Regions from separate parts of the Salmo salar genome. Here region 1 is linked to region 2. The links are chromatin contacts, called in public Hi-C maps. All regions are on one chromosome and are shown on one strand. The core of a region is the stretch at or near the end of the contact, and the rest is flanking DNA. Distances in the headings are between cores, read along the strand shown. Region 1 holds the start of LOC106562377 (glucose-6-phosphate isomerase). Region 2 holds the start of LOC106562374 (BTB/POZ domain-containing protein kctd15).

Region 1 (3,132 bases), core at 305-2,804, 190 kb before region 2:
CAAATGTATGTAGTGCCATTGATTTGTTTCAAGCCAATTTCTGAGGAGGTGTCAGGTGTGTTACATTTGGCCAGTCATTATCACAATGATAATAACATTGGTAATAAACCACGCTCAGGCTAAAGCTCAGATACGCACCTCAGTGAAGTTGATCTTGTCTCCATGGAACATCTTGTCCCTGGCGGCCTCAATCCCCCTCGACTTCCCCTAGAGAAAACATACATACATCTATTGGTGGGCAAATGGGCCTTCCATGTCAGAAAGGTTGATAGGCTACTGGACGCACAGCAGAAGAACACTGTTTTTGTAATGACTGTAGGTAAATGCCAAATACAGTATGGCTATTTGTAATTGATGTGTTATTTGAATCATTATGATATAGAGAAGCAGCCATTTACCAGTTCGACCAACATCTTCATGACATCCTCAGTGATGAGATTCTTAGAGTAATCAATCAGAATGTCTCCATGATCTGTCTTCAGCGTTGTGCTGTTCAGACACAGAACATTTGACAGAGTGAGTGATCTGTTTCCACAGAGATCCTATTAAATGAGGGATTCTATATGTAATTCTGTCTGTTTCTGGATTTAGGTAATTAACTCAATAACCTTTTGCCCACAAGTTACAAAATCAAACAGCCCTTTACCATGAAACAAATATAAATCTGTTTTGTTTCACCACAAGCATGTTGTAGTGAATTTGAGGGGTAGCCCAATTGAAACCTAAACCCACTTATTTATAATTCCAAGGCAAGCAGGGTATCCCAACTCTACTGTTTGCTTGTGTATGTGGAAGTACTTGTAATGCACTTAAGAAGGTTAGGGTTATTACAATACAGACAGCAATACAGACAGACATCAGACAACAAACCCGCACATCACTAGCAGTACATGAAGAGAGTTCAGCCAGAAGTGCTGTGCATTTTTTATGGTGTGGGAGCCCATAAGCTACTCTGATAAAAGGCACTACTTCATATTTTGGGGAAGGAGACAGTTGCACCTGAATGAATTATGTCACTAATGCAATAGCAAAGATCTCAAATTGTACAGTTGTTTTTTATTGGGAGCATCTGTTGATGATGACACATTATGTGCTTTGTCTAAAGGTAGCCTGAAGTGAAGACAACATTTTCTAATGGACAGCATTTTAATTGAAATCACATGTTACACTGGTGATGTTATGTTTTTTTTAGAATAAGGATACTGTGTGTATCTTCAACAAATTAACACGGACAATTTCAAAATAAAAGTCAACCATAAAGATACCTGAATTTGTGGAATCTCTCCTTGTCTTCCTCAAACATCTTCCTCATGTTGAGGTGCAGAGCATGTTCATGGTACCATTTCTCCAGTTTCTGGAAGGTTGGGTCGTGTGTGAGTCCCATGGTGTCGAGAGGTGCTGGGCGCGGTCCTTTCAGCTCAACTACCCTGGTTGAGTGAGACTGTAAGGCGCGAGAGGAGAGGCTTTTGAAGGGCAACCAACCCGCTACACTCGCCCCTCCTATAATAACACGATACTTCGGATCGTGCAGCACAGCCACACATACTGTATCAGTAATGCAGCGTTCAAGACTGTTATGTAGCTAAGTCCATAACATTACCAAACGACTTAACTTACAATTCAAGACATTGAGTAGTTTTACCAAATTCCATGACAAAAGAAACTTCACAAGTCAATTATAAAATAGAGTGACAACAGTATCATTGAATAAGATGAAGTCAACTAAAGTAAAATCTAATTAATAAACTGTAATGTGATACTATTTTATGAAATTATGTTTTTAAACATAGGACCAAGGGAAATGTCAATTCATGCTGAATATTGTATTTCCCGATGATTATTATATTATTAGAACAACGTCAATGTGTGGACCACCTAAGTGCGTCTCGTCCAGTGGGAGACATGTTAGTGTCGAATATTTGTCTCCCTCTAGCGTTTGATAAGTGATACTTCACCTATTCCGTTTAAAAAGACCACTAGAGGGCGGATAACTCCACGGAATATACCTAAATACCTTTGTGTGACAATTCGATTCTTGGAGCAAATTTTTTTTTCTACCATTTCAGTGGGTTTGTTTATAAATACAAATAATCGATTCAAATAATGATGAAATTAGTTATTAAAAGCGTAATGTATTGTTCTTCCATACTTGAATTTGTAACTAATGTCATGCCATGTTATCTACATAAAACATCATATTTGTGATGAAGTAATGCTGTTATAAAAATATGTTTATATCTGAAGCTTTCACCTCTGCATTCACTTCGAATTGGAGGTTTTTGAGTGTGTCTGATCGGTGTGATCAACCGAAGGTTTGTAGTTTAGCTCACGCGCTCTGGTTCATATAGAGAAACGTCATATCCGTTGTATACAGACTTCATTCGATGTCAAGAGGGTGGATGCCTAGCTAGCTGGTAAGTGATGCGCTTATCAACTGTACTTTGATTAAAAAACGTTTTATCTGAAAGCTCTTAACACATTTACTCTCGTTACAAATAACAGTTGTAACAAGGAATACTACCCTACTGTGCCAGTTGTATTAGATTTGTTTGTATTGTGTGCTAGCTTAAAAAAACGTGTCGCAGAGTACTAGCTACAGTACCTAGACAGCTAACGCTAACAGTAGTTGTCGATAACTAGCTAGTTAGCTGTGGTCTTTGGGAGTTCTGTGGCCGTTCAGTAACTACTAACCAGAAACTTACAGTTTTAGCAACAGTTGCTAGAAATTCTAAGTTATTCAAACTATGAATGCTTGGTAGTGAACTGGCTTTTAGTATGTATTTTAAGATATCCCTGATATAATGTAGATGTGGACAAACTAACGTTAGCTAGTGTGATTTGTTTGGTTTCGGGACATTGTTTTTGCAAATATGTTGTATCTTTGCCCTCCCTGCGAGGCAATTTCAAGGAGTGTCTTTCGAGGGTCAGGGAAGGTAGATGGTCAGCTAACTAATGCTAGGTAACTAAGCTAGGTAAACTTGTCAAAGTAGGGGCCAAACATGTTTACAATCGGTAGGGAACCCTAATAATAGTCTATGGTAATTCTGAAAATGTACAGCCTAACTTACTAGTTACCTGGCTGCTAACGTTAGATCTTTGGGTGTGTGACTTATAGGGACTAGTGGTTAGAGC
Region 2 (2,751 bases), core at 120-2,619:
ATGCCAACAGCATCAACAGACAACAAGGGAAAGACTACAGCCTAGACAAACATTCACACCTTTCCCAGACTGGACAAAACATAGCCCTACTACAAGTGAAGTTATTCCAAATTACCTGGTGTTGAGTATAGTTTGTTCGCTGATACTGCAGGCTATCATACCATGAGGAAATGCCGTATCTTAATATGAATTTAGTCATACCGTTTCAAACATCGTAGGAGTCCGAGGGAATCCGTGCCAGTATCTATCAGTCCCAGCTCATGACTGCGTTCCCCTTTTTCACATGCCCCGAGTTTCGTAGAACTAGAGTGCCATCTAATAGCTGATCCAAGCATTCTTCAAGTAGAATCCGCTCCTTTGGAACAAAACTGCCAACACTGTATCCACAAACTGTTCTAAAACATGTGAATCTACTAGTGAAAGCTACATTGATTCAAAAGAAGGGTCGCTGTGGCTTTAAAGATCTATCTATAGCTGATGCTGGCTGACTTGCTCAGACCAAGCTCTTTCCACAAAAGCGGCACAGGAAGAAGCAAAGCAGCGTTCTTACCTTATACATAGATGAGATCTCTCCTTTCTCTTTTCGGTTCTTATTTGTATACACTTAAAATTTGAGTCGGTCAAAATCCTGCTTCGTATTTTAGCTTCTTGAGTGCCTTTTTGCTTAAATGATACTGCCGGTCTGTTATGAGAAGAAAGACAATAATCCTGTCCCTAAATAACAGAGCAGCGCTAAAAAACGAATTCTTGCTTCGGGCTGCCCAAACGCCTCTGGGGCAAGGATTAGGCTACAATTAGCTCAACTCTACTCGCACCCAGTCAGATTTTAAAAACGAATAAGTGATACTCTCTCCCTGTTACAAAAATGATGTCTATGACCAGATATAATAATGATTGCTAGGTTTTTCGTATTTTCCAGTAAAACATATAAATATACCAGCCCCTGTAACGGTTTAACGTTCTGGTTTGCAGGGGGTAACGGTTAAGTGCTATTCACTATCAAGCAAGTGTCACGTCGCTCAATATATTTAGAGCAGGAAAAAAGCAGATTTTAATCATTGTCATTTCCTCTGATGTAAAATTTCCCCAGGCATTTCCAGCTAGGCATACATTTCCATTCTCCAGTTGAATAAGTAAAACAGGGCACGCTTCCCTAGTCGTGTACTTACAGCTATTATAAAGGCACACTAGTAACTTGTCGACAAAGTGTCAATACAATAATAATATGTAGATATCCTTGGATACTTTTCATGCGGCGATTTTCCCCTGTCCCTTCTCCACTAACGTCTCCAGTAGTAACACCAAATGTCCTGTAGGCCATTAAAACCAAATGACGTCTATCGACATGCATTCTGCTATTGCAGAAAGCGCCCTCACAACCTGCCTCCAGCTAAACGCGCCATTTCAATTATAGCACAGGGCTAGATGATGTCTGCAGTGAAGATTTCCTATGCAAACAGCGAGGCAGACTGCTAGCACAGCTAAAAGATGTTACTAATTTACCGAAAGATGCATTATGTTCAATTAATATAACGGTTTGGCATTTTATTTTTATTTTGTTATATAAAACGCTACTATGCCCCCCAAAATATAAATCAATGTTGCATCACACGTATAGTAGGCTGAAAGGCACCCTGTGGAAGTCACAGTGATATCTCTTTGCTCTTCCTCCTTCCTGTACAGGTGCTCACATAGGCTTGTGATTATTTATTTATTTGCGTGTTTGTTTATTTGCGTGTAAATAACTGTGAATAATTGATGTTGCACTGAACACGGTAATTACTGTAGGCCTACTGTAGAATCCAGACACTCCACCGCGCTCAGCTATTTGGTTTCTTGATATTTGGCGCCAACCAGTGTGGGAAATGATTATTGGTCCAAAGAAAAAAAGAATAGTGAAGGAATACAATAATAATGTGAATTCGATTGCAATAAGGGTAGCCTTTTGTACTCCAATTTAATTGATTGATCGAATTAAAACGCGTCTCGTAGAGGAGGTGGTTTCCAGGTTCATGTCTGGTGATTGGCGCGCCAAACTGAACGGCTAGAAGAATTGGATAGAAATCAGAGCTGCCTTAGGAAGCAGCCCCCCTAACAGGGCAAGATAAACATGCCCTCTGGCATACATTTGTTGTCTTCAGGAGTACAAACTGGAGGCAAGAAGACAGGATTTTTTTTTCTCATTAAAGTAACAACCCTGCAGTTAGTTCAATTACATGAAGTATGCAGGGAAGTTGTAAATTTAAAGATTTAAATAGCTTACAAAGTTGCCCTGGGCCCCATCAGTTAATTTCCTTAATTTATGGATTTTAGAAGTGTGTCTGATGTGAAAAGGAGAAGTAGGTCAGCTTGAAGATTTGCATGTAGTGTAGACTTAATACAGGCCTCATATATGGCCCTCTTGACCACTAGAATAGCAGATTAATTAATATTTGGAGTTCACACACCAATAACAGTGTCAAAATATTGTAATTGAGTCTGTAAACGAATCAAAATGAGATCATTTTTAAACTAGCAGTGTGTTTCCTGAAACAATGATTGCTTATTTATTCAGTGGGTATCAGTCCAACCTTGAATGAAAAAAATCGCACCACTTGACCACTTAGTGAGCTACTGTAACACTCATATTTGCAATGTGTCAGACACAAACATAATCTTCCTTATGATCAAATGAAATAGTATTCCCTTCAAAAGCCTACACACTTCAAGTATTTAATGAAGTAAAATTAAAGTAGCCTACAATTACACAAA

The links. Hi-C and Micro-C count contacts between places; a contact is called where the count stands out from the background.
Region 1: a contact with region 2 is called in a Hi-C map of muscle, with 2.8 times the contacts expected there. The contact joins the promoter of LOC106562377 here to the promoter of LOC106562374 in region 2. A contact is called at or near these places in 2 of 3 Hi-C or Micro-C datasets (gill and muscle).

Annotation. Positions count from the first base shown.
Region 1 is chrssa11:27,525,134-27,528,265 of Ssal_v3.1, reverse strand. LOC106562377 (glucose-6-phosphate isomerase) reads right to left here and starts at 1,554. Exons shown (of 18, transcript XM_014127233.2): 1 at 1,266-1,554; 2 at 399-489; 3 at 139-207. The coding sequence starts at 1,384. It overlaps LOC106562376 (granule associated Rac and RHOG effector protein 1), which reads left to right and starts at 2,321. Exons shown (of 14, transcript XM_014127229.2): 1 at 2,321-2,414.
Region 2 is chrssa11:27,338,256-27,341,006 of Ssal_v3.1, reverse strand. It overlaps LOC106562374 (BTB/POZ domain-containing protein kctd15), which reads right to left and starts at 1,369. Exons shown (of 5, transcript XM_014127225.2): 1 at 1,170-1,369.